Regions from separate parts of the Sus scrofa genome. Here regions 2, 3 and 4 are each linked to region 1. Evidence: chromatin contacts called from public Hi-C and HiChIP or PLAC-seq data. All regions are on one chromosome and are shown on one strand. Each heading gives the region's core, a stretch centred on a gene start, on an enhancer-like site or on the middle of the called end of the contact. The rest is flanking DNA. Distances are from core to core; before and after follow the strand shown. Region 1 has its middle 19 kb from the start of MAIP1. Region 2 overlaps KCTD18 (BTB/POZ domain-containing protein KCTD18). Region 3 overlaps SPATS2L (spermatogenesis associated serine rich 2 like). Region 4 overlaps SPATS2L (spermatogenesis associated serine rich 2 like).

Region 1 (7,129 bases), core at 2,956-5,455:
ACATGCACACACACACACCCACACACACACACCCACACAAGTTAGGCCGAATAAGGCCCCTGGTGATGTCTACATCCTTAGCCCTGGAACATGTGAATATTGTCTTACACGGCAAAATGGCACTTTGTATGTGTGCTTAAGGGTCTTGTGATGGGGAAATTATCCTTGATTTTCTGGGTGGGCCCAGTGTTATCCCAAGGATCCTTCTAAAAGGGAGGCAGAAGGGTCAGAGTCAGAGAGAAGGAGATGCTATCATGAAAGTAGAGGTTGTAGTGATGTTGGGCCATGAGAGCCAAGACTGTAGATAGCATCCAGAAACAGCATCTAGAAACCAAAAAAGGCAGAAATGGATTTTCCCTTAGAGTCTGCAGAAGGAACAGAGCCATGCTGACCCATTTTAAACTTCTGACCTCTGGAATTGTAAAATGATGAATCTATGTTGTTTTAGGCCACTGAGTTTGCAGTACTTTGTTACATCAGCAATGGGAAATTAAGATAAAATAATCCTTGCATCAATCGGTATTCCAGTATAATTTGCAAAGTGGTTCTCTAATGCTATAATATCTTTTGTTGGCATTCTACGAAAGAGCACAAACTCATGACTTTAAATCATCCAATGTAATAGCAATTACAGTTACTCTTCTTGGTGCTTAAATGGCCCCCAATTTGCCAGTGGGAGCCCCTATAATCTGCTGTTTCAGATTAAAGACTATCCTGACCCTGCTGTCGGTCTCTGAATGCTTCTGTGTTTCCTGGCACAACAATATGTCCTCAGATCTTCTTGTCCATTTCCTGCCTCAGACTTGAAAAACCAGCGGTTTCTCCAAGAAATCAAGATTTAGTCTCAGGGCAATTGCTACATCCTGAATATTTGTGTCCCTCCCAAATTCATGTTGAAATCTTCACCTCCAGCGTGATGTTATTAGGAGGTAAGGCCTTTGGGAGGGATTAAGTCTTGGAGGTGCAGCCCTCCTAATTGTGATTAGTGTCCTCCTAGAAGAGGCCCCAGAGAGCCCCCTGCTACCTGGGAGGATGCAGTGAGATGATGGCCATCTACAAACCAGAAAGTAGCTCTCAACAGCCCTTGAATCTGTAACACCTTGATTTTAGACTTTGCAGCCTTCAAACCTGTGAGAAATAACTGTTGTTTAAGCCACCCAGTCTGTGGCATTTTTGTTATAGCAGCCTGAACGAACTAAGACAGGATAAGGTTTAGAAACCAAGATTTGAGCATCATGAAGCATTTTAATCTTTTATGTCTCAAGCAAATGTTTGTATTTATATGTATTTGATATGCTGTGTCATGAATCTAAAGCAACTTTAGGGGAGCTAAATGTGGACTGCTTGCCCCTATTTCTGTCAACCTTATTTAAAAGACCCCTTCCTATCACTCTCTGTATCCTAACCCAGATTCATTTTGGTTTATAGCACTTATCACATCCAACATTGTAGTAAATATCATTTTGTTGTTTTGTTCTATTGTCTGTCTTTCTAACTAAGGCAGGAACTCTATCTTGTTCATTGCTGTATCCCCAGGGTGCAGGACAATAAACGAAACAGAGCAGAACTCAGTAAATATTAGTTGAATAAACAAAGTCATGAGTGAGTCTCAGAACTGTTGTGTTTCCTAGATCACATGACAGAAATATTTTCCCTCTCCCTTTTGATTGAATGCCCTCACAAGTTGGATAGGATTTTTCTTTTCTTTTCTTTTTTTTATGATGTGCAGGCCCCCTTCAAGGCATAAAGGGTGTTATTGAATACGTGACCTTGCTTTTATAGTCCTATGATAAATGTTATTTATTCTGAACACCACACGGTGGAGCCAGTGGTGTATGGAATGTAAATGTGGGATCACAGTAAGTTTGACAGAGTCTGAGGTCACTGAAAAACGGGAGGACTGCTTTGTTTACTGACAGATTTTTGTAGATAGATATGTTATAGACAACTTCTCAACAACAACAAAGAAGAGTTTTGAACTGAATTTCTTGCTGTTAAAAGGATTAAATGGATGAGTCAGATCAGAGGGAATTTTACCCACATGTCCTCTGATTCCTGGAACCACAGATTACATCATTCGGTTCCTCTGTGATTACTGCCTCCTCAGAAGGTTTTTTTCTGGATGGCGTAGTGCACCAGTCAGGAGAATAGATAGATTATGCTGCAGTAACAACCTTGAAATCCCACAGGATTGAAGCAAAAGAGACGTATTTCTAGCCCACACTATATGTTCAATAAAAGACCTTTGGGGACCCTGCTTGGTAGTGGCATCCCTTGCCTTCCTGGACTCAGCTGGTGGACAGCCACTACCTGATACAATGGCAAAGGAAAGATACAATTCTGAAGGGTCTCACGGGAGCCGTACATGCCAAACTGGGAAGTGATACAGTTCACTGGCCAGAACATAGCCCCCCTCAACCACTGAGATCCAGGAAGGACAACTCTGTCAGGTGGCTGGAAGGTGGGGAGTGAGAAGCACTTGGTGAGCCACAGTGATGATGACCACATGCTGCAAGGAGCTACTTCTCTTGTTTTAACCCCAGGAATGGCCACTGTAGGGCCAGTCAGTGCACACCATTGCATCAGACGATCAGGAGGCTCAAGGCAAAGAGGACTTTCTGTGTTAGTGACACGGTATTAGCTGAGAATTATTGATATGCTGCTGTATGTAGCAGCCTGATGATGAGGGTCTCTGTTTCTGTATACCAATGATTCCAGATGTCTTAAACCAGTTTTAAGAGAAAAAGGTCCCCTTTTTTTCAGGTCATCTGAATCCCATTCTTTTCACTTGATGAGATCTGCCGAGGTGCATTCAAACACCCCTTAGATTAATAGGGGGCCCTTATGAAGTCAAAATTGGTCAGCTAAAACCTAATATAGTGTCAGTCTTATTGTAAAATATTATTATTTTGAAATAATAATTTTAAGAAACCTAGATAACATGAGACTTTATGAGAGTTCTTAGTCTTGATAAATCATCTCTCAATGTGGGCAGATTATGCAAATATTGGTGTACCATTCAGGATTAGTTTTGGCTTTCTTAAACAAAAACTTAAAAATCATGATTTAAGTAATATAGAAGCAGTTGATTCTCTTACACATAACACAAGTCCAGAGATAGGATACTTTAGGTTAGGTTTGTATGCTACCACCACAAAGTCCTTGGAGATCCAGCCTCTCTCTAGTCATCACTGCCTTCCTTCCGTAGGGTATGAAGCTGTTCTCATAGCACAAAATGGCTGGTAAAGGTCCAGCCATCATATTCATATTCCAGGCAGCAGAATGAGGCAAGGAAAGAATGAGAAAGTTTATACATCATCTGTCTTTTAAGAAGCTTTCTGAGAGGTCACACAAAACACTTCTGTTTAATTTCATTGGCTGGGAGTTAATTATGTGGCTACAAACAGCTTTAGTGGTGCTGGGAAATATAAACATAGTCTTTTAACTGGGTACAATTTATTGCCCTGAACAAAACTTGGGGTCCTAAGGTTAAGGAAGAGCAGGAGACAATTCACAATTTGTCCTGATTGAGTTACTTGAGTCATGAACCAGTGCTGACTCTGGGAAATAGCTGCCAGTCTAGCTTTGTCAGCTTCACTAACTGAGAGAGAGCTTTTAGAGAGCCCGTGTGCTTTCTAACTGGGGTCTGGTAATAATCCCAAACATCGCCTGACAAACTTTTTAAAACTAACTGTAATAGAGCACCCAGAGAAGACTTGGAATCCAGAGCTGTTTAAGGATGCACCAAACAGTGTGTCCAGACCTCTGAGGGTTGGCTTTCTGTTGTTTACCTCACACACATTCCAGCCTGGAAGACCCTGGATACAGTTTATCCCATCTTCAAAAATAGAATCCTCCTCCTGACTGCCCCCTTCCATTTCATAAACCCATCAGTCTGGTAGACATCTATCAAATTTTACTTTGTTTACTGGCTCGATAAATTACAACTCTGGCTCAGGTTTCTGTGAGAAATCCAGCAGAAACGGAGGAAGAATTAGATTATCGATTCCTTTTATGGGCCTTTCCTTGGCCTCTGACGTGAGTGCAGAGTAGCCACGGGCAAGGCTGGTACACTACTGCCCTCTTCCCCACCTCCTGGCTTTATTGATTCTTGAAATACGTGTTGCAATATTGCATTGTACTCAGGGCAGCTGAAAGGCTCCAACAGAGAGCAAAATGGAGCTGTGTTCTGGTCTCCTTCCTTTTAAACTTCCGTTTTATGGCACTGCATTTGAATAACCCCCATGCTACAGGAAGACATAATGTGGTTTATCTGAAACCGGAAGTAAGCAGATCCATTAACTGACCTTGCTAACTAATTCATTTCTAAGGAAGAGACGCACTATTATTGCTTCCTAAAGGAAGCAATGATATTAAAACCAACTTAAAATGTATTTCACAGAACAAATCATATATTTTGGTTATTGTCAAGTACTTAGAGGCAATATTTTTTCCCAGGGAGTACACCAGGAAGTAGGGCTGCCCAAAGTAAGCTGTCTGTGGGGCCTTATTGGGATTTTATTTGCATCCCTATCTCCCTCCCCACCTCTACTGTCTGTCTTCCCATCCTTTCTGTTTCTTAGTCCCATCAAGGCTGTCCCTGCCTTGACACCTTCACAGGAACTGTTCCTTTGCCAGCCAGCCTCCTTGCTCAGATCTTCAATGGCTGGTCACTTTTCGCCATTCAGGTCCAGTTTAAATGCCCCTCCAGTGAGGAAACGTTCTGCTCATCCACTCTAAAGTGCCTAACCCATCACTCTGTATCTGCCACACTGCTCTATTTTTATCACAGCCTTTACTGTCACCTAATAGTTTCCAGTTTATTTATGCTTTTATTGCCTGGCATCCCTCCACTAGGATGGGGGCTTTCAGTGTCTACGTAGCTCTTCATCGTATATAGCAAAATATCCTCCACCTCACTAATGTTCGGTCTAAGGGCTGAGTTTCTCAGCCTTGGCACTATTAACATTTGAGGTCACATAATTCTTTGATGTAGGGGCTGTCCCAGAACTGTAGAATTTTTAACAATATTGCTGGCTTCTCTAGCTATGACAGCCAAAAATATCTGTAGACATAACCAAATTTCCCACAGGGAACGAAATCACCTGTCCTTGAGGAACGCTGGTTTAGGGTGTTGAAGGTTTGGTATTCAGGAGGCAATATTGTCTCAGAGTAATAATAGCTGTATTCTGTTGAATGTCTACAGACTTTGGGCACCGTTCAAGGGGTTTAACAGTTAATTTTTACAACAACCCTAACAATACGTATTATTGTTATCCTCCTTTTCCAGATAGGGAAACTGAGGCACAGATTGATGGCTAAACCTAAGTTCACGCCATTAGTAAGTGGGAAGCCAGCCACTGGAAGCCCATGACAGGCTCCAGAACTCTGCGTTAACACTAGTGGACCCTGATGTGGGAATCTCATTGCCTCTGGTGGCAGAAACTGGGCATCAGGTGGGCTACCCATCCCCCTAACCCACCCAGCCATTCATTCTGTGACCACAGGCAAGGGACAACTTTCCTCTCCAAGCCTCAGTTACCTCAGTAACTAAAGACGATAAGAACTTCATGCAGAGCTGTTTTGGGAACGGACTGCAACGGCGTACCTGAATACTTAGTCTGGTTTCTGGCACATACCAAGTCCTGAATTCATATCTCCTCTCCTTCCTTTGCCCTTGAATCCAAGCTCCAAGCAGGTTTTAAAGACCCCAGTCAGACAAGCCCATGGGGAAATCTAACCTTTAAACAATCTGCAGGGTTTACTGCCGTTGACCGGGAGAGGAGAAAGCCGTCCCCTTAGAAACAGCCATCTAGTCTGGCATCTCCTCCTCTGCTAATGACCAATCGCACAGACCATCAGCACTTTCTCATTAAGCCAAATGGGGCTTTTAAATCTGTACTGATTAGATACCCCGGGGCCTGGCTGACAAGTAGCCGTCCGCGCTCCATTTCTTGATGTGAGTCAGTGAATTAATTGCCTGACCTATTGTTTTCTAACACGGCCAATTAAATGTTTTCGGATGAGTGCCATGTGCATTTTGGCCAGGAGGGGGCCGCCTTTGCTAATATAACTGAGTTGGTGCTCGGGCTTGCTGGCAGAGCCCCACCAAAAATTGGGTACTTTTGAAAAGTTTGCTCAGAATAAGGGCTCTAAATGTGGGGGACAACCATCTCTAGGAATATAGTCCTGTGAACTTGGACGAGGGAAAAAAATTATGTATATTTTCACTAACCTCTAACTGAAATTTAGGACTTTCTTCAATTGTGAATGTAGGCAACAAATCACGGATATTTGTCAAGCCCACTACAGTTGCTGCAGAGATCTTGAAGAATCATTTATATCCTTCATTGCTTCAAAACGACAGTAGCTGTAGGACCTGTTGCTAGATCTTGTGATTTAATCCACTAAGAAAGAAATGCTTATGCACCATATCACAAATTCATAGTTTTGTCGTTGGTATTTTAGTTACTGTCTTTTGATATCATTAGTTTGCTTGGTGGTCTTATATATTTTAATGCAATTTAATTTTATTTTATTTAAAACATTATTCTGAGAAGCGGCCCATGGGACTTCACCAGACCGTCAAAGTGTTCATGGTACCAAAAAAACAAAAAACAAACACCTGACTGACAGGCTACTAGGCTAGTCTCTGGAGGAAAGAAGTTAATTCTTCCAGGGAATCTTTATCCTAATAATTTTTGGTCATGACTCACCTCTCGCCCTTCAGTCTCTTTGGTGATATAAACATGTGCCACACTTACATCCAAACTAATAGTTACAGTGCCTGGCAGTGTACAGTTTATATCAGGATGCTCTTTTGTTGTCTTCAGAATTGTGTTGACTAAATTTTCAAACATCCAGGATGCCCATCATTCTGAGTTTGGGGAGGAAGGGGCCTAACTTTTCCAGCTGCCTTTGGCTTCATATTTGTGTTATGCTTGGTTCATTTCCAGGGCTCAGGAATCTTCTGAAATAACAGGAGTTTCTCTCCACACTCAGCACTGAGATTCACTTACTTTTCGGGGAGGGGGCCCCGGCACACTGCTTCAGAGGCAGAGCTTCTCCCACTCGCATAAGAAAATTTCTGAAATACCTGTATCAGAAGGAGCAGAAGAAGTGGGCAACA
Region 2 (7,129 bases), core at 3,125-5,624, 470 kb after region 1:
TTTGTCTCCAAGGGTTGAATAAGTTAATATTTGCAAAGTATTTTGGAATAATGCCTGGCACTTTGTATGGAGACAGTAACCACAGAGTAATGTGAATGGGGACACTTCATAAATTTATATGAGGAAGTTTACACAGAGAGAAATGCAATGTATATAAGAAGCAATAATAACAAGGGATTAGTAATTGAGGAAAACAGAATAGCAGATAATGGGATGGTTATACTAGAGCTTGAGGCAGAAGAAAGAACAAGTTTGGGAGAGCCTCCCACCCCTGCCCATCCCTGTCCCCCAAGGCTGAGGTTCTGACCCTGCTGGGGAGGGGATGGCTGTGGCACTAGAGGCCAAAAAGCTCACTGAGGTGCTAGCCAGCAAGAAGCCCACTCAGGGCACTGGGGAGCTTTCCCCAAGGAATGGGGAGGTCAACCCATGGAGACCAAGCCATGGAGGTTCCACCAGCAGGGGTGACACTGAACTCCTTGGGACTCCTGCTGGGGCGCCAGCAGAATTTGGCAGGAAGCTTCCAGCAGGAGTGCTGTCCAGTAATCTGGCGAGTCAGCAGGGAGACCCACAGGACTGGAAGCTGCTGCTACTGGTGTAACTTGGGCCTGTGGGGGTCCCACACCCCCAACCAGGCACCTGCTGCAGGAGCAAGAACAGAGGGGCATGTGCTCCTCCTGCCCTGACCCTCCAGTGTCAAAGCCGGTCAGCTAAAGGGAAGCATTCATGGGGTCCAGCTCCAGCATCACAAGCAGGGCAGTGAAGAGCAGGTTTGGAACCAGGAGGCAAAGAGTTGATATCCTTAGAAAGCCCTTTAAGAGTATTTGACACATATGGACTGCCTGCTGGGGTGCAGTGGAAATGAATCCAACTAGTATCCATGAGGATAGGGGTTCAATCCCTAGCCTCGCTCAGTGGGTCTAGGACCCAGCACTGCCATGAGCTGTGGTGTGTGTAGGTCACAGATGCGGCTTGGATCCCGTGTTGCTGTGGCCGTGACTGTGGCCAGCAGCCATAGCTCAGATTCAACCCCTAGCTTGAGAGCTTCCATATACTTTGGGTGTGGCCCTAAAAAGCAAAAAAAAAAAAAAAAAAAAAAAAAAAGAAAAGTGTTTGACAAATAAATCATAGCTCTGTAGCACACAGACACCTCTATGTCCTATCTAGCTCTTGTCTGGGGAGTGGCAAGCTCCTATGACAAGGGGTCTAAAACAGGGTTTAAGGGCCTGGACTCGAGGAAGATGACATGCATGTGGCTCCTGCCTCTGCCTTATACTGGATGCTGGGGAGCTTACCAAACCCCTCCGTGCTTCAGTTTCCCCACCTATAAAATGGGGATAATAGGAGTTCCATCATGGCTCAGTGGTTAACGAATCCGACTGGGAACTATGAGGTTGTGGGTTCGATCCCTGGCCTTGCTCAGTGGGTTGAGGATCTGGCATTGCTGTGAGCTGTGGTGTAGGTTGCAGACGAGGCTCGGATCCTGCATTGCTGTGGCTGTGGTGTAGGCCGGCAGCTACAGCTCCGATTCGACCCCTAGCCTGGGTACCTCCATATGCCATGGGAGCAGCCCTAGAAAAGGCAAAAAGACAAAAAATAAAAATAAAAAAATAAAATGGTGATAATAATAATCCACCAACATCCTAGGGTTGGTGTATTAAATAAGTTAATATGAGGAGTTCCCGTCATGGCTCAGCAGTTAATGAACCCGACTAGCATCCATGAGGACATGGGTTCGATCCCTAGCCTTGCTCAGTAGGTTAAAGATCCAGCATTGCCATGAGCTGTGGCGTCCGTAGCAGACATGGCTCGGATCCTGCATTGCCGTGGCTGTGGTGTCGGCCGGCAGCTGTAGCTCCAATTGGACCCCTAGCCTGGGAACCTCCATATGCTGCGGGTATGGCCCTAAAAAGACAACAAGACAAATAATAATAATAATGTTAATATATAAAGGGCTTAGAAGAATACATCTTGGTTTTTATTCGATAGTTGCTTGGTTAGAGTGGCAACCAAAACCAGAAATCTAAGGGAGATAGACTAGGAGTTTTTAATTGGCAAGCCTGAGCCATACTTCCTTTAGTATCATCCTCTCTCTCAATTCCCAGGGCTCCACTCCTGCCTATGACTGACAGCTAAAATGTTCTCTTCCTCATCCACACCCCCCAATTAGGAGAGGCAGTTACAAGTATTTTGCTCAGGTTAAGCCACCCGGCTAAAGCAATGGTTCTCAAATAGGGGTAATTGATTTTGTGTCACCTCCCCCCACCCCCAAGAGGCATTTGGAAAAGTCTGGAGACATTTTGATTGTCACAACTGGGGCAGGGATGCGGCTCAACATGCCGCCGTGCACAGTACAGTTGTGCACAATAAAGAATTATCCAGTCCAAAATGTCAACTGTGTCACGGTTGAAAAACCCTGACCTTGAGGGTCCGAGGGATTTGGAGGAAGAAAACAAACAGTGGATGAGCAAGGACAGGCTGCCCTGTTCCTCCAGCTCTGCTGAGTTCCTGGTTGGTCCAGGCTCCATTACCAAATCCAGACCGTCCGGCCCACAGCTGGGGTCTAAATAATACAATTTCTGACGCCCTCGGGCTTTCATGTCATCTACATAGAAGCTGCACTCTCACATTTTCCAAGAAATTAAGGGATAAGTTCTTGAAAGAGCTGCGATTGAAGCAGAAGCTCCAAATATTCAAGAATCTTCTCAGAAGGCAGCAATATCCGTCTTTTTCCAACTTTAGCAAACATGCTAACCTTTTCTTTCTATAAAGTGCTCTCTGTTTAAAACAAGTTTCTCTTCTCCGTTTCAGGTCCCCAAATTCATCTCTGTCGCTGAGCGAAACTTTACTAAGGTGTAGAGGGCTTTCGGGTAAAAGAAGGGAAAGTGTGAGAAGCCATGTTATAAAATGAAAAGTTGTTAAATAAACAAGTAGGACAGAGTATTGACTGACAGTTACTGTAAAATTCTGTTTGTCTTAGCTCCAGCCTACCTCAGCTCGTGTCTAGCTAGCGAATATGAAATGTGTATGGGCTGTCTGAGGCAACACATGTGAACAAAGAAAGATTAGCTTTTCTGTAACAATGTGCACCATGCAAAGCTCATGAGGCTGACAGGGCTCTACGTGAAAATGGTCTCTCTGAGGCTGCACCACCAACCAAATTCCCTGAATATGAAATTCTAAAAACAGCTGGAAACCACATTTTTTTTCCCTGTTAGTTAATTCATGATGTTTCCTTTTCTGGCTGTACAACAGGCTTGAAATCCTGCATTTGATTTCATCTGATTGAAACAGGCAGCCCTCAACAAAGAATCACTTGGAGTTCCCAACGTTGCACAGCAGAAACCATGAGTTTTCCAGTTCGATCTCTGGCTTCACACGGTGGGTTAAGGATCCGGTGTTGCCGTGAGATGTGGTGTAGGTTGCAGACGCAGCTCGGATCTGGCGTTGCTATGGCTCTGGTGTAGGCCGGCAGCTGTAGCTCTGATTCGACTCCTAGCCTGGAACCTCTGTATGCCACAGGTGTGGCCCTAAAAAGCAAAAAAAAACAAAAAACAAAAACAAAAACCCAAAAAAAAACATAGAATCACTCATTCACTCTTCACTGGCTGAGGAATCAGCAACTTGTTGACAGTCTTCAGCATTTGGGAAATGACAGTAGTTTCCATAATTAAAAAGTTCCTGGTTAGCTTAGGAATACACATATGTAACTCATTTAAAAATACTTTCCATTTGCTGGAGTAGAAGCCGTTTCCTTTCATTTTACTAAGTGCGTTCTTTCTGCTTCCCCATCCTCACTTAATGTAGATTAAAGCTATTCAAAGGGATTGCAGGCGTAATAACTAAGGCAATCCTTTATAAGGCACCTCATATTCATAGAAATGTTGGCACATTCCCCTTTATGAAACAATTTATTACCACAGTCTTTGTGCACATTCAAAATACTATTTGAGGAAATTCTCTCATGGTGCAGCAGGTTAAAGATCTAGCATTATCTAGCATTGTCACTGTAATGGCTTGGGTCACTCCTGTGGCACAGGCTCCATCCCTGGCTGGGGAACTTCCACACACCCTGGCCGAGGCTGAAACAAAACCAAACAAAAACAGAAAATACCAAAACAAAACAAAACAAAATGTTATTTAAATAAAATTTTTCTATAAACAGTTTCTCAGGGACAGCCAAATATGCTTGTACATGAATTCCTTCTTTAGAAATCAAAGTGTAGTTGGATAATAATTATATGGTATTTAACCATGGACTGGGAAGTGAATCAACCATTTTCTCAATGTGAGCACTCGCTAAGGAAGCAATGGGATTCAGTCTGTGAATGAAAAGGAAATTGCATCAGCAATTCTAGCAGGAGCAGTAATGCAAGAAGAGACTGCCTTTCCCCTTTCTCAGAAGTCAGGCAGTGTGTCTGACCTCTCTGGGGTTTCATGATCCACAGTCTCTGAATTACTCTAAACAACCTGACAAGTTATATAACTGTTACGGTCATTACTAATGGTAATTGTGGTCATTAGCAATAATGACCGAATTAAAGAACTTTCACCAGCAACTCCTTTGTTCTAACAGGATAAATCCTGCAAGGTCAGAAATCAGTTTCTGCACCCCTTGAAGACTGCAACCAGATCCATTTTATAAAATAATTGGGGGGACAAGGGGTTGGCCCTGTCAGCAATTTACTGGAGGCCTACTGTGTACCAGGCGACAGAGTCCCTGTCTAGCAGAAGACAGACACGTAATCTAATACCATAATACCTTCCTGCTCAAAAACTTTAAATATTAAACAAATTCACACTTTTACATCTACTTCCTCCTTCTAGCTTTTCCTTTGGTCAGTGATGCTGCGTCACTCTATGGAAATCAGATTATATGGCTAAAATGTGTGTGTGTAGAGGGGTCTTTATGCACAGCCTTAACTTTGCTGAACCTCATTTTCTTGATCTTTAAAGGATTGGAAAAGACTGCCTTCATTACGTTGTTCTGAAACTAAAATGCAAAATCAGCACATTGAAATAAAATAGATGACAATACTTTATAAACTATAACTTAAGGCAATACTGGAACAAAAATTTGTTATTGAAAAATACAAATGAAACGAAGTCCTCGGTAGATCCCTACTGCCAGCCTCAGGCTCACTACCATATAAATAACCAGGTTTAATCAGGGCAAAGCAGTTTTCAACACAGATTCCCTGCAAGGATAGAGTCAATTCTATTTTTTATGTGAGCAATACATATATATCCCACTCATCACTCAGAATTTCCATTGTGTCCTCTGACCCAACAACCACACAAACCTACTTTTCCAAAGTAAGGATACTGAATCACTATTTATAAAGCACATTTTCCTTTGAAAAATTTTTTATTTTTCCAGGAAGAGCAATGGGTTATGATGAGTTACCAACTCTTTAATGCTTACAGAGTCTGGTATGAGGCAAAATGTATGAACCTAACCCCGAGGGAACCACACCCAAATAAAGTAATGTTCAGGTTACTGGAACATTCTGAATTTGATTTTGACTCCTGATACCCCTAAGAGATGGTTTGTCCCTTTCCACCTCAGCTGCACCAAGGCCCCGTAGTTACTCCCAAAACTCTTCTCATAAAGGCCAAATGTGCTCTATAGATGTCCCTTAAACTACTTGGTGCAAAAGAAATGCAAGCTGTTGACTGAATCATCCATGATTAATCTTCAAAATATTTCCTTTCCAGATATATGTTTATTATGTGTAAAATACATGTCTATTAGTATAATATGTTCTCATATGAATCAGCAATTCAAAATGTCGTTGGAGTTTCCGTCGTGGCTCTGTGGTTAACGAATCCGACTAGGAACCATGAGGTTGGAGGTTCGATCCCTGGCCTTGCTCAGTGGGTTAAGGGATCTGGTGTTGCCACAAGCTGTGGTGCAGGTTGCAGATGCATCTCAGATCCTGCATTGCTGTGGCTCTGGCATAAGCCAGTGGCTACAGCACCAATTTGACCCCTACCCTGGGAACCTCCATATGCCACGGGAGCGGCCCTAGAAAAGGCAAAAAGAAAAAAAAAAAAAAAAAGGTCGTAGATCAAACAATACTAATAATATCCTAAATGGAAGTTTTCAAAACTCACTGGAGAGGTCCTGGATTCTTTATGACAGTATTTTTCAAGGTGACTGAATATTTTATATATTCTATAGGGGAATATCATTCATAAATCTTTAGTTAAATATTCACTTTTTCTAGCCACTTATTTTAGAAAGTTGCTGGTATTTGGATAGCTATCCAAAATTGGTTTAATAATTTCATACATTAACTAGACAAGAAAGCAACTGCGAAAGTAGAAATAGATAACCTATATAACTGAACAAGCTTTCAAACTACCAAACGGCACCAAGGCTTAGAAATAAGTATAGTCACAGAAAATTTTCACTTTTTATGGAAACGTTTTACTGTATTTTGTGAAAAGTAATGTCTTGAGTATATTTACTCTTTCGAACCAATGTAAGCACTGAGTAAAAACTACCCTGCTTTATGAACTTATTTTTAATACACTGCAGGCATACTGCTCACTGAAGGTAGAAATATGTGATCCAATTATAAAACATAACCTGTACGTGTAAACACATACAAATGAACAGTTGTGAAAAAATAGAAGATTAACTATTCTGTTTAAAAATATTAAATTCAAGTTACATGGAAATTTTATGCATAAAAATCATACTGTATAATCAGAATAACTCAATGGTCATTTCTGAAAAACAAACATTAGCTTTAGTTAAAAAGTTAAACTTTTAACTTCTTTTTCAAAGTGTTTTCAAAATTCACTCTTCGGACTCAAAATATTTCAGCAGTTCATTCCAAAGATGCATTATATCGTTCTTATCCCAAGAAATCTTCCTGTGATGTATAAATAAATCTGCTAACAGAAAAGTGTAGGAAAAGCCAATCTAGGAGAGAAAACGGTTTGATTAAGTGAGAGTCAAAATGTGATCTCAAATTATCGTCTTGCTTTTCCTACCTATCTTTTCACACTACCTTTTGAGACTGAGAGTGATCCTGGCGGAGTTCACCTTGACCTATGTGGTCTCCAACCTCCTGCATCTGTGACAAAGCACAGGGAAGCACTACCACCACCCTCCCCATGT
Region 3 (7,129 bases), core at 2,254-4,753, 400 kb after region 1:
CGGGAGCGGCCCAAGAAATAGCAAAAAGCCAAAAAAAAGATTAAAAAAATAAAAATAAAAAATAAAGTACAGTCTGGTGACTATAGCTATACATACTATATTTTATACTTGAGAATAAATCTTAAATGTTCTCATCATAAAATAAGTGGCAATTATCTAATGGGATGGAGGTATGAGCTAATGCTATGGTGATTATCATTTTGCATTATATACATGTATAATATCAACGTGATGCATACCTTAACTTACATAGTAATATATAGCTCATTACATATAATGATATATACATATGTATTTATATATATAATTTGTACATGGTAAGGATAGATTAGAGACAGAGAGAAGAGGAAGAAAGCTATCCTTCGAACATGATGAAGGAAGAAGAAAGGACAACATTAAAGGATGGTTAAGGATGCTCCCAAGACCTAAGTTTTTTGCATAGCTTTGTAGGCTGCCTGATCTGGTCCCTGCCCCACCTCTGGCCTCATCTTTTACTCTCAAACCCTCAGCCTCTGCCTTCCTCCCATTCCCTCCTCATCTGAGCCTGGCCTCTCACTCATGCTGTTCCCTCTGCCTAAAATGCCTTTCCCTTTTTTTTTTTCTTTCTTTTTAAGGACACACCTGGGGCATATGGAAGTTCTCAGGTCAAATCAGAGCTGCAGCTGTGGTCTACACCACAGCCATGGCAACACCAGGTCACAGCGGTATCTGTGACCTATGCCACAGCTGGCGGCAATGCTGGATCCTTAACTCACTGAGCAAGGCCAGGGATCGAACCTCCATCCTCATAGACACCATGTTAGGTTCTTAACCCACTGAGCCACAATAGAAACTCCGAAGAGCCTTTCCCATCCATCTCTTCCCTCTTGTATTTGTCACAACATATAAGAATATATTTATGTGTATGATCATTTCTCATATGTGCATCCCCCTCTAGGTTCTTATCTGTAAGAAGCTTGGTGCCTTGTCACAATAGGCATTCAAAAAAATATTCACTGAAAGGATTTTTAAAGAGAGCAAGAGAAAAAGTGAAAAAGAACTTAGATTTGACAAAGTTAATGATATTTTTTAATATAGAGGCTAGAAAGACTAAGAATCATAAAATGTGAAACTAGAAAAAAATGGAAAGACTCCTGAGTCACGTATATACAACTACATATGTCTATTGTATTAGAATCTTTGATAAAACCCACAGAGTTAGCATTTATGAATGTCAAGATTGTAAGCCGGCTTGCTACAATGTCAGACGCTCTAAAAATTATAAACTCGTATCTTGCACTGCTTTCTCATTATAATCTAAATACTCTTATATAGAGATCCATATGGAGTAGGCTGCTTACTTTCTAAAACAATTAGGAAATAGGCTATAAGCTTAATGGGGGATTCTGAACAGTAGAATCACATTACACATTATCATGCATATATAGTCCATAATCCATGAATCTGATTACAGTAAATTGCATGTAACTCTAAAACTCAACTGGTCATAATGTAACGGTTGATGAAAACATGTCAGGATCGTACATTGCTTTTGTGATGAGCCTCGTGGATGCTGCTCACCTGGGCACCCTGTCGCACGCTCATATTTGTCAGTAGTGGCTGCAGTAATCCCCTCAAGGGACAGCTGGGTGTGCCAGGTTTTGCTAATGTGGATAGGACATCCTATAGTAGTTGCAAGATCTGTGAGATAAAGGTCAGTGAATTATATTAGGCAAGAAGAAAGAATATGTGCAAAATTCGATTAAGAAATACCTGTAGGTCATTAAAAATTGAATATCAGCTTAATCAATTGAAATCCTTGGCTCTCGTATATATTTACTTCTACGGTTTTATTTATTTATTTATTTATTTATTTATTTATTTATTGTCTTTTTAGGGCCAGACCCACGGTATATGGTGGTTCCCAGGCTAGGGGTCGAATCTGAGATACAGCTGCCAGCCTAGGCCGGAGTCACAGCAACGCCAGATCTGAGCCGTGTCTGCCACCTACACCACAACTCAAGGCACCTCTTGGATCCTTAACCCCAATGAGCAAGGCCAGGGATCAAATCTGCATCCTCATGGATGCTAGTCAGATTCATTTCTGCTGAACCACGAGGGCAACTCCACTTCTTCTGTTTTAAATGTTTGATTTTCAGAAGTGTGTTTAGGAACATGTTCTAGATGATGGTGTCGACTAAAAAAAATCCACAACCTGAAAGATGAGAGTTAAGTTTTATTTGGGGTGAAATAAGGACTCGAGAAGCATCTCAGGTAGCCTTAAGAAGCCACTCTGGGAGTTCCCGTCGTGGCTCAGTGGTTAACGAATCCAACTAGGAACCACGAAGTTGCAGGTTTGATCCCTGGCCTCACTCAGTGGGTTAAGGACCCGGCGTTGCCATGAGCGGTGGTGTAGGTCGCAGACGCGGCTCAGATCTGGCGTTGCTGTGGCTCTGGTGTAGACCGGTGGCTACAGCTTCGATTAGACCCCTAGCCAGGGAGCCTCCATATGCTGCAGGTGCGGCCCTAAAAAGACAAAAGACCAAAGACAAAAAAAAAAAAAAAAAAGAAGAAGCCACTCTGAGGCTGTGCGGGAGGAGCTAGGTTATATAGGAGTCTTTGCAGCAAAGGACAGGTAGCTGGAACAAAAGAGGTCTGGGAAATCATTCCTTTGATATGCACATCAGCTATCAGGGCCAGCATCCTGAGTTTTCATAGCCTGCAGGACTCACCTGCTTTCACCATTGGAGGTAACTGCATTTACAGATGACTGTGACATCCTTTATCCTTAACTACAGCCAGGGCTGAAATACCACCCAAAGAGGAAAAGGGGGAATATCTGGATGTGATGGGGGGCGGGGGAGGTGCATGCAGCACACACTCATTTTACAAAAGTTTGTTGCTGCTCTCCTGAAGGTTACCACCAGTCACAAGGAGCAGACATTACCATGAAGGATTTTAGTGTTTTTCTAGGCATGAGGAGATGCAAGAATTGGGCACAGAAGATCTTCCTCTAAAAATATCTGACCTGGAGTTCCCGTCGTGGCGTAGAGGAAACAAATCTGACTAGGAACCATGAGGTTGAGGGTTCAATCCCTGGCCTTGCTCAGTGGGTTAAGGATCTGCGTTGCTGTGAGCTGTGGTGTAGGTTGCAGACGAGGCTCAGATGCCGCATCACTGTGGCTGTGGTGTAGGCTGGCGGCTACAGCTCCGATTGGACCCCGAGCCTGGGAACCTTCATATGCTGTGGGAGAGGCCCAAGAAATGCCAAAAAGACAAAAAAATAAAAGTAAAAATAAAAATATCTGACTATCTGAAGGCCTGTTTTTTCAGTTTTCCCAGAGCACAGAGTGCCTCACTCCTGGTTTCCACCCTGAGCTCCACTCGGGGTGGTGCTGCAGGTTTGTTGCTACAGTGGCTCATGTTTGACTCCACAGAGAGGCCGATGGCAAGTGCCAGACTTCCGCTCACAATAGCTAAGATTGCTATTTCAAAATTACAATGTCCCACCTTCTTCTGTCTCTATAAACATTGATGGAGTTTCACAACATACTTCTGGGAACCTCAGTATGACTGTCTCCACTGTGCATATAAGAGAAGCTGAGGCATGAGGCTATTTCTGTCAAGTTTCCAAAAATACCTCCTGAGCCAATGGAGAAGAGAGCCTGAGACAGAAAACTATCTGTGTCCTCACTGAAAACACATCTTGTATGCATCTGGAGTCTTGGGGGTGGGAGGCAGGGATTTGGGGAGAAGAGGGAGTAGATTGCAAAACCAGAGTTGGCTTTTCACACTTGCTACTCCAGTCCTAACAAGGACATCTTTGTAGAAATGTGTACTCAAATAAAGAGGCTATCAAGGTGATTACCAGGATGAATTTTTACCGGTCTGAAATGCCTAGAGTGTGCTTGATGGCTCCAAGATTGACTAGGTGGTTTTTTAAGGCCTTTCTGACGTTATTACTCTAGCCAGTGAGAGAGTCATGGATGAATTATATTCAAAATGCTTACCTTTCTTTTTCTTTGCCTTTCCTTTCCAGATCTATGCAGTTCGATCAGTTGTTCCCAACAAAAGCAATAATGAAATAGTCCTGGTGCTACAACAGTTTGACTTTAATGTAGATAAAGCAGTGCAGGCCTTCGTGGATGGTAAGTATAGACGTTCTCTGAACCTAAAGCTGTTAGAACTAAATATTCTGTCTAGTCTATATTTTTTTGCCTTGAATGAATTGAATACTAATTATTCATTAATGCTTAATTTTCATAAACATATGCTGGGCATTTAAAAACACATCTACATATGAAGAGCAGAATTTGGAAGTTCTTCCTCACTGAAGGAAAAAAAAAAAAGACTGTAGATAGTTTCCAAAGGATACCTGCTAATTCCATTGTCTCTCCATCAGTTCAGTTCATTATTAACCGTGTCCTTTACTTGATGGTGGCCTTGTTAATGGAGGCTAATTCCTGATCTGGAAAGCCATTTCACCTCTTTAACTAGCATAGTTCTACTTGGCCTTGTGGCTGGAATCCCTGAACTTGATGCTTATGTAGTCTGAGAGGACTAGTTTAATCTTTGATATCCTTAGCTTGTGATGATTTTGAGGTTGCCTGAACTCACTTCATCTTATCTACCTCTGGAACCTTTTCACTGTCTTAAAAAAAAAAAAAATCTTTTTTTATACAGCCCATTGCCCGGGATGTTATAGAACCTGAAGTCTCAGGAATGTATTGGCGCTGTAACTGCTTAACCCATTTCTTTACATTGCCTGTAAATTATGGGAAATTCTTCTCTCCTAATCAAATAAAGCAAGTTCTATTTATGAACAGAGATCTCATATTTGTCCTTAGTTATCGTATGTCGTATGTCTTCTTTCCTACCATCACCAAAACTTCTCTTCTGTAAACATGGACTAGCTAAACATAATCTGACCGAAAGTTCAAAAATCTATCAGCACATTTCTCACTTTTATCCGAGTTGTGCTTTATTTGTTGAGGACATTTGATTTGCTTACTGTCCTAGGAGGAGAAGAATCTCCCTAAGTTTCTTTCTGCATATAGTATAATTGAATTTCAGGCAAGGTCTTGGCACCAGGCACCACCTCACCCTCTGATATCTGCAGTCAAGGTTTAGGGCCCTGATTGAATTTAAAAAATGACTATCATTCAAAATAGACCTGCAAACCGAGCCACAGTGCATAACTGTTTTTCCTGCTTTGTACACTAGCAGATAGATACTCTTTACTCATAATAAACACATACAGAGAATGTGATATTAATCTGACTTTGCAGCATTTGGTGCAGTTTGTCTCCAGAAGAAAATTGGGGCAAACGTGCACATCCTGCCTCAGATAAACTCTCTTTTCAGGTTTCACTTGTCAGCATCACTCACATGGGAAAAAGCTTTAGGACAGGAAAAAAGCTATTATTCTCATGCTTCCCCACCCTGACTTGGACTGAGGCCCCCACCTTCTCCATCATGAAAGTTTTTATTACAAAGTGACCCTGATGAGATGCACAGATGCTCAGAACTGATGGGCTGTCATCAAACCCATTCGTATTTAAATAGAGCCCCATGTTTGTCCTTCGTGAAATTTTCAGCTTGTCAGTATTGAGGTCTCATTTTTAAAAACTCATTGATTGCTGAGAAACTTCATATCACTTTGGATGGGGACCAATGGGAAAACGTATCTCAAAATCACTGAAAATCAGAAATATTTGTTAGGAATCATTTACAAGGCACATGAGAAGCACCCTCTCTGAGTGGCTTAAAAAACTCCAAGCAGTTTCAGTATAATTAAAATTTAATAATAACAGTTTCAAAATTGTCTGTAAACATAAGTATTTATTTCTTCTCCAGAATTCCTCTCTAAAAACGCACCCAAATTGCAAATAGAATCTATATCAAACTATGAAAATTAGAGGAATAATTGAATATTGCAATCAAAAGCAGAAAGCAACTCACCTCCTTTCTCTAATTAAAAAGAACAATATTTAACACTTTTTAAAGTTTCATTTTATTTGGAAAACTGAGGTCGAGCTATAAGAACTACCCTAATGATGATTAGCCACTGGTGTGACTTATCAAGAAAACTAGTGAAAATGAATTCCTACAGTTCTTCAAAAGAAAAGAACTGTGAAACGTTAATTCTCTGCGCAAATTAGAGAAAGACTGGCCCAGTTAATAAAAAGTCTGAATTACAGCTTATTTTAAGTGCAGTCTTACTATTTTAAGTACATGTAACTCAAAAAGCCTAAGAGGGGCGCTGAATTGGAAACTCTGAATGGATGGGAATAATTAGGCTTTCTAAACATTAGTCAAAGCAATATGGCCTTCTGCTTATCTAACAGTGACAGTAGACCCAGTAATTGGGGCCCTACTAATTTGAAGTTTCTTATAAAGACCAGCCCGAAGTTTATCTTTGTTTGGCCAACACACTCATTGTAGAGAACTATTAGTGTAATGAGATTGTACGAGAATGCTTAAAATTGTTAAAAGAATACATTTATGAGCTCCTCTTTTAGAAGTACCTACTTAAATGAGCACAACCGATCTACTCATTACCCATTAACTTATGGTTGAAATTACCCCCAGTGCAGTTGGAAGGAGGGAAGCACTTAGACTGCTTAGTAGACACTTATTGTACCTGATGGATGGGTAGGCATCTCTTTTCAAATATTTTCTAGCTTAATCGGGTCAGGCCTTTCTCTGAGTCTGTGGGATCCCACGTATGCCCGGGAATGGCATTGACAGAACCTAGGACTCAACTTATCGGATGAGCTTCTTTTGTTTCAAAGTGGAACCTCCAAAGACTGCATCCCATCCCTAACCACAGTAATGAGGGCAAAACTACCCTCAGATCATCGGTCCTCCTTTATCGCCTTGCAGGCTGTGAGCATGATGAGTAGAGGCAGAAAATGAACAGGAGTGGCCAAACTGTTAGGATTCACATGGTTAATAATATTCTAAATCCCATGTTTGGCCTGGAAGATTGTAGGTATTTTGACTCATATATCAAGTAGAACAATTTTAATTCTACCTATGGCAATGAAGCTATCAGAAAATTCTCAAGATATATTTCATTTTCTCTAAGACAACATAATGATTAAAAAAAAAGTAAGCTTCATGTAGTGGGGCTTAATACTTTGATAAA
Region 4 (7,129 bases), core at 1,641-4,140, 340 kb after region 1:
ATTTTGACAGTCACACTGATTTTTATCCATTTAAACTGCTAGGAGCAACATCTGATTTTTTTTTTTTTTCTGGCTTTTGTTATCGAGAAAAGTAATAAAAACCAAGGCGGAATTAGATCAGGGACATCCATTATTTTAAGTAGGAGCAAAAAATAAATGTATAGCTCTACCTAAGTATTGGATTAATTTAAGTATATGGGGAATGTTAAAAAATTGCATTTAAAATGTGTTTCTCAGCTGATCATTTATTCAGTAGACAGATCTTAACATTTCCATGGCCTGCTGGAGGAGTCATAATACAATAATAATAAATATGCTCATTTATTGAGTGCCCAGTGTGTACCTTCCCTGCACCACTTTTTCGGGGGTCAGCTCTTGAGCCTTGAATCCGTCCCATCCAAAGTGTGTGGCTGCCCCGCCACAGAGGAAGGACTCTTGGAGAGATTTGGATGGAAGACAAACAGTAGGTTCGACTTCAGTATTATTATTCTTGTTTGTATAGATTGTGCCTTCTCAACGGGGGCTGTATTTCCCTCCTGGGGTGAAAAATAGTTCTTGGGGAGTAAAAAAAAAATCAGTAAGAGTGTGAGGGAGTTGTGGCTTCGCAGACAGAGGGAGAGGACACGAGCTGCGGAATGTGGGGAGACTCCAGAATCTGGAAAAAGCAAGGAAATAGATCCTCCTGTGGAGCCGCAGACCCATAAGATGATAAATGTGTGTTGTTTGAAGCTGCCGCGTTGGTGCTCATTTGTTCCAGCTGCAGTAGAAAATGAATACATTCAGTTTCCTCTCCTGTTCAATGAGGAGAATAGAATGATGGACAGCACAGGTTTTTGTAAGCCGTACTTTGCATTGGGAACAAAGTGCGACATACCCTGACCTTGGCGATGCTCAGGCGGGCAAGGCTGGCACCCTGAGTGCCCTTGCCCGTATAGGGGTTGCTGAGAGACTTCTTCCTCTGATTGTATCAGTGACAACACTCAAGCCTTCACCTGGCCTTGTCACTTTCAGGGGACTTTGTCGATATCTCCTTGGATTCATCATGTATTGATTTTCTATTTCTATGGTGGGATGTTCCTTTCAGTGCCTTCCAGGTACCACCAACCCTTAGGTCCTTCCCCAAAGCTGTTCTCCCCCCATCCTCCTCCCCTCTTCTGCCCTGTCTGAAGAATAGCCTAAAGCCCTGGTGGGCTCTGGGGAGAAGGGAAGTCTTGGCAGTAACAGGGAGGAGAGAAGGACCAGATGCCCAGCACCCTGGTGACGGAGGGGGAGCCCTAATGGGCTGCCATTCCAGAGGGGCATTCCAGTGAGAACCTGAGTGGGCTGGGAAGCATGAATCCAGGTGCACCATGTCCTTTTTTTAACTTAAGGGCTGTGTGTGTGTGTGTGTTGGGGGGTACATTCTCCTCCTTTTTTATGACCAAGAAAATCCCAGAGTTCCCGTTGTGGCGCAGTGGTTAATGAATCCGACTAGGAACCATGAGGCTGCGGGTTCGGTCCCTGGCCTTGCTCAGTGGGTTAAGGATCCAGCAGTGCCGTGAGCTGAGGGGTAGGTCGCAGAAGTGGCTTGGATCTGGCATTGCTGTGGCTGTGGGGTAGGCCGGCAGCAACAGCTCTGATTAGACCCTTAGCCTGGGAACCTCCATATGCCGGGGGAAGCAGCCCTAGAAAAGGCAAAAAGACAAAAAAAGAAAAAAAGAAAGAAAAGAAAGAAAGAAAATCCCGCTGAAAATGAGAATCTTCACAATGGAACATTCGCTGTCTTGCTTCATTAAGTCCGTTGGGTGGAGCCTGGTGTGAATGAAGAGAAGTCCACGGGTTTTTCTCTCTTTGTTGATGCAGTTATTTTCACAGAGGACAGTTTTTGCATAATCACAGTAAAAGGAGCCAATGGAATTGTTCCTACTACTTAAGCGCTAAAGCTACATGTTTACGGATGTTATCTTCGAATCCTCACAGCATCCCTGTAAAAGAGCTATTCTTACTCTCACTTTCTGCTGAGATGGAGAAGTGTCTTCACCATATTACTGTGAAATAGATGAACAGGTATGATGACCCGCAGTTCCAGCTGAGACCTGGGGCTCAGAGAGGGTGGCAGCTGGAGCCGGTTTGGCTGGGACAGTGCTGTGACTGCCATGTGGGGACCTGCTCAGCAGGACCTTTACACTGAGGCCATGTTTCAAAGCCTAGTTTTTAGCCTTCAAGGTCCATACATTGGCCTTTTTCCATGAGCTCAAAGATGCTCAGGCTCTACAGTGATGGACGTCGGATAACCGAGTTTTACTACGGATGATGGATCAACCAAAGTTTATGTCTTTTTTATCAGGGCGTTTCTTCTTTCTAAGGACCAGGACATCCATGTTGCAAAATCAAGGGTTCACAGACTTCCCTTGCCCTTCATGCCAATCTGATCCCCCACTGCCCCTGAGTCCTTCCTAAACTATGCACCCAGCTACTTCAGTCCCTTACTCGTGACCCTGCAGAGACACCTTGCTCCTCGCAGGATAAAACTGAGGCTCCATCACTTAAATCACTTTCTCTCTCTTGCATCATCATCTCTCCTCTCTTCATTCAGTTCTAGGAACACTGAATATCCCGGTCAGCCCCGAATCTCTTTTGCATCTGGGCTCTGGTGTATCTGGTCCCTCTGCTGAGGTCATATCCTTCCTCTTTCTTTCCTCTTCACTGTACCCCATTCATCTGGCTAATTCAGGGCCCAGCTTAGAGCTCTCATCCATCTGGAGGCTTCCCTTGATCCTCCTAATCTCAGCCATTTGCTCCCATCCTCCACTGCTGAGTCAAAGTGATCTAATAAAACCTTGCACCTCCTCTCTAATAGCTTGTGTTGACTTGTGTCCTGTTTACTTGTCTCGTCACCCTCACCAGAATCAAAGTTCTCGGCCAGGGTCCATGTTTCATTCACTATTACTCCTCTACCTAGGACGTGGCACAGGCCTATGTACATAGAAAGTGCTCAGTAAAATTTGCTTGGATGAACAGAGAATGGAAGATCTGTGTTGAAGTCCCAACCTTGCCACTTTCTAGGGTGTGACTTTTGACAAGTTTCTTATATACTTAGGGGCTCCATTTCATCATTTATAAAAGGAGAAATTTCACTGAGATATGAAATTCTTTCCAAACAGGAACATATTGGGATTCTAATGCCATTCCTTAGCCATCCGGAAACCATAAATTAACTGTCGTATTTTACAAATGATAAGTTGGGAGCATTGCCATGGAAGTCATTTCTTGAACATGGATTGATTATTTCACTTCATCCACTTATACACATTAATGGTCGATAGGTTCAAAACTGTTCTCGTGTTGATATTTCTGTCTTTAATGCAAGGGTTTCTTTTTCTGCAGGATACTCTCTTCATTTACACTGACAGGCATATCCAAAAGGAGTCTTTTAAGCCTGAGAAGATGATGAATTCTATTTATGTCCAAGGTTTTGTTCTTAGGTCCATCCGTTTTTACCTAGAGGGACTTAATGAAATCTTTTGCCCTACTAAGAATTTCAAGTGAAGCTAATTAAATAAACCATTATACGAGAATAGCAGTATCAAATAAGAAGAAAAAATTTAATTTGCTGATTATTCATGAACTTGACTTAGCAATGGACATAGTACTGTACATTAATAGTGTGGAATATATGATACGAAAATAAAAGGAAAGAAGAGGGAGTTCCCATTACGGCTCAGGGGTAATCATGTACCTGACTGGTATCCATGAGAACAAGGGTGTTTTTTTGTTTGTTTGTTTGTTTTGTTTTTGTCTTTTTGTCTTTAATGGACGCACCCACAGCATATGGAGGTTCCCAGGCTAGGGGTCCAATTGGAAGTGTAGCTGCCAGCCTATACCAAAGCCATAGCAATGTGGGATCCGAGCCACATCTGTGACCTACACCAAGCTCACAACAACACCGGATGCTTAATGCACTGAGGGAGGCCAGGGATCAAACCCGCATCCTCATGAATGCTAGTCGGGTTTGCTAACCACTGAGCCATGATGGGAACTGCGAGGACATTGGCCTCACTCACTGGGTTAAAGATCTGGCGTTGCCGTGAGCTGTGGTGTAGGTTGCAAAAACGGTTGGATCCTGAGTTGCTGTGACATAAGGTGGCAGCTACAGCTCCAGTTCGACCCCTAGCCTAGGAACTTCCATGTGCTGCAGGTGCAGCCCTAAAAGATGACAACAACAACAAAAAAAAAAAAAAAAGGAAAAGAGGAGATCTCTTAACATGCTCGTAGTAGGAGTATGAATATCATGTGTAAGTCATTGCAGTAGCTCGTGCATGATGTCTGCATTATCTCTGATGAGGGAATCCATGTCAAACTACAAGTTTGCATCTGAACTTATGTATTTTGGAGGTTGCTTCCTTCTATATTCCTAACACTTACTGTCATGGGAATCAGATTCTTACCATGTCTCCAGTACCTCTTGCTACTTAATTAAACATATCTAGATATTTCATTATTATATGTAATAATCAGAAGTAGTAATTTATTGGGATGCTATAGGTGCAATAAATTTTTCCTAAAATTTGCTTTCTGTTTCCTGGTAATTGTAACCAACCCAAGACTTGAAAACAGACTGAAATTTTTTCGAATTTTTTCAAAGTCTTCAGACTTGCTCAATATTATTGAAATGATATACCTGATGGGTTAAAACAGCAATATCATCAGTATTCTAAGTACACTCACTACTAGTGAATTTTATTCTCTGTTCTTCGCTGAAAATTTTCTTGCCCAGTGCAGAATTTCTTTTATCTTTGGATAAAACTGTATTTGGCTTAGCTCGCCCTCTCATTACCATTAGGGTTCTTTCCCTCACTCGCCATTACTTTCATTATGTGTTGTTGTTTATTCAGCAATCCATGATGATCTCTGACCTCCTGACTCAGCAAAGCCCACTTCCAGGTCAGGTGGCCATGACCTTGTGTAGACAGAGCACAGTCTGTTAGCAGCACATCAGGAAAACACCAAAGAAAAATGGAGTTGCTGTTTCTCTACTGACAAGTTGCTCTAAGCTCAGATCACACCCAGTGAAAATGATTTAATGACTCAAATACTTGGTACAGAAACCTCGGTGAAAAAAATCTGTACTTTTCAAGAAAATAAGCGTATAGTTTTGTTTCATATGGAAAATAAATTGTGATGGTTCACTGGAGGGGACAGCTTTTGCCTTTGATTATAGATCACTAAAATTACTTTACAAAAGGTATTTTAAAGAAATTAAAGATGTAATGCTTGTATTTACATGTCCTAGTATTGAAAGTAAATTCCAATTTTTATGCTGAATATGGGGTATGTGGATAAATAAAGTTCAAATCCTGAAATCACTCCCCTTATGGATGACTATTATAGATTTGCCTATATTCTTTTAAAATTTTAATTATTTCCATCATTAAGGCCAATGATTCTTGCAGTGGGTGGTAAGGGATGCAGTTTACAAACAATGTCGTTCTTCGTCTCGTAGCTCTGATTCTTTAATTCCCATACCTAATTCGATATGTTAGCTAGTATTATAGGAAAATAAGAAAAGTTTTCATTATCGAAAGATAGAGAAAACTGTTTTTACTAATGTGTCATCGAGAAAAGGTTGGTCATGGGCAGGTTTTGACAGAGAAGAAATAGAAGGAAAATAAGTTTTGTTGCCATGGAGCAGGAATCCAGATGTTCTGGGAAGGCAGAAGCATGAATATCCAAAGACCCAAGAAAGGACACACACCTGGAGAAGTTAAAAAGAAGAAGAAAAAAAAACAGAGTCCCCAGAACAGTTCTTTGCACATAGTAGGTGCTCAATCAATAGTTTTAAGTGAGTAAATGAACTTAGGCAAACCCACCGTATGAAGCGTTGGTGTAATTTTCTTCTGATGTAGCATTCGACGATGGCACAAACGTAGGTAGTAGGCGTGAGGAGACATTTGAGCGCTTTGGGCATTTGCTAGAAGTCTTATTCATGTGGAAGTGAAGGCAAATCTCAGATACCAGTTGACCTAATGGACATTTCATCTCGAGAAAGCCAAAGGAAATGAAGGAAACTTCTATTTTTTGGATCAAATTTTAACCAAGAAGGAGTTCCCGTCGTGGCTCAGCAGAAACAAATCTGACTAGCATCCATGAGGAAACAGGTTCGATCCCTGGCCTCACTCAGTGAGTGGGTTAAGGATCTGGAATTGCTGTGAGCTGTGGTGTAGGTCACAGACGCGGCTCAGATAGCCTGGGAACTCCCATATGCCTTGGGTGCAACCCTAAAAAAAAAAAATGTTTTAACCAAGAAGATGCTGGTTGGTGAAATAGAAGTGGAAAGAATGTGTATCTGTTTATTCAGCAAATATTTATTGGGTGTCTGCTGTGTGCCAAGCACTTGGAAGATTGTGGCCATGACAAGCTTTTGTGATAACCAGGGAACAGATGACGTACCCACTCAGACTATGGGAGGGAAATTTTAAATAGAGAAGTAAATATAGCTATAGCCTGAGCTCTGAAAGAAAAGATGACTAAGGAAATGAGAAACCCAACCCTTAAATTCAGATTAGGGCCCTTTCTCTGTGTTCCCAAGTGCCTCAACCCTCCCTTCTCAAATTCAGTATCAAATCCATGCTGCATCATAATTCCCCAGCATGTATCTCTATTTACTCTGAAGCTTTAAGCTTCAAGACAGCAGGTCTGCATCTGTCATGTTTATCTTTGTATCTTAGCAAGTAGGACAGTACCTGGCACATAGTTATACCCAATAAATCTCTCTCTCTCTCCCTCTCTCTCTCTCTCTCTCTCTCTCTCTCTCTCTCTCTCTCTCTCACACACACACACACACACACACACACACACACATTCCAAGTCTAGCAATCCAAAAATTTTTGAATGATTAACATGACAGTTTTGGAAAAAAAAAATAGAATGAGAGTTTTGAAAGTTCTAAAAAAAATTGAGGAAAAGAAATGGCTGTGGCTGTAAAGGACATGCTCAAATTAACTCAAAATATAAAAGACCTTTTAAAGAAGAAGGTAAGGAGAGGCAGGTAACCAGGAATAAATACCCAAGAGAGAGTTAATCTCCTTAGAGTTGTGTCCGGAAGCCTAGAATCCAGAGTGAGCTGAGGTATGTAAAAAATTCTAAAAAC

The links. A called contact is a pair of places that touch in the nucleus more often than the background predicts. HiChIP or PLAC-seq counts read pairs in DNA pulled down with a chosen protein or histone mark.
Region 2: an H3K27ac HiChIP or PLAC-seq map of alveolar macrophages shows a contact between it and region 1. The contact joins two enhancer-like sites. A contact is called at or near these places in 1 of 5 promoter capture datasets (liver), 29 of 47 Hi-C or Micro-C datasets (adipocytes, adipose tissue, alveolar macrophages and 18 more) and 2 of 2 datasets of contacts at active chromatin or transcription factors (alveolar macrophages and skeletal muscle).
Region 3: an H3K27ac HiChIP or PLAC-seq map of alveolar macrophages shows a contact between it and region 1. The contact joins two enhancer-like sites. A contact is called at or near these places in 2 of 2 datasets of contacts at active chromatin or transcription factors (alveolar macrophages and skeletal muscle).
Region 4: a Hi-C map of liver shows a contact between it and region 1, with 6 times the contacts expected there. The contact joins two enhancer-like sites. A contact is called at or near these places in 4 of 47 Hi-C or Micro-C datasets (embryonic fibroblasts, liver and skeletal muscle) and 2 of 2 datasets of contacts at active chromatin or transcription factors (alveolar macrophages and skeletal muscle).

The regions. Positions count from the first base shown.
Region 1 is chr15:103,594,711-103,601,839 of Sscrofa11.1, forward strand. No RefSeq gene overlaps it. Among named protein-coding and RNA genes, the nearest start is that of MAIP1, 19 kb to the left of the region's middle. Within about 2 kb of position 4,206, at least 17 of the 83 cell types and tissues checked have an H3K27ac peak or open chromatin away from gene starts, as enhancers often do. A contact at or near this core is called in alveolar macrophages, liver and retroperitoneal adipose tissue, where this site is marked.
Region 2 is chr15:104,064,862-104,071,990 of Sscrofa11.1, forward strand. KCTD18 (BTB/POZ domain-containing protein KCTD18) reads right to left here. Exons shown (of 7, transcript XM_003133574.5): 7 at 5,347-7,129. Among named protein-coding and RNA genes, the nearest start is that of KCTD18, 31 kb to the right of the region's middle. Within about 2 kb of position 4,375, at least 9 of the 83 cell types and tissues checked have an H3K27ac peak or open chromatin away from gene starts, as enhancers often do. A contact at or near this core is called in alveolar macrophages and retroperitoneal adipose tissue, where this site is marked.
Region 3 is chr15:103,990,673-103,997,801 of Sscrofa11.1, forward strand. SPATS2L (spermatogenesis associated serine rich 2 like) reads left to right here. Exons shown (of 13, transcript NM_001177916.1): 4 at 4,019-4,127. Among named protein-coding and RNA genes, the nearest start is that of KCTD18, 110 kb to the right of the region's middle. Within about 2 kb of position 3,504, at least 2 of the 83 cell types and tissues checked have an H3K27ac peak or open chromatin away from gene starts, as enhancers often do. A contact at or near this core is called in alveolar macrophages, where this site is marked.
Region 4 is chr15:103,936,856-103,943,984 of Sscrofa11.1, forward strand. All of the region lies in intron 2 of SPATS2L (spermatogenesis associated serine rich 2 like), which reads left to right. Among named protein-coding and RNA genes, the nearest start is that of SPATS2L, 61 kb to the left of the region's middle. Within about 2 kb of position 2,891, at least 3 of the 83 cell types and tissues checked have an H3K27ac peak or open chromatin away from gene starts, as enhancers often do. A contact at or near this core is called in liver, where this site is marked.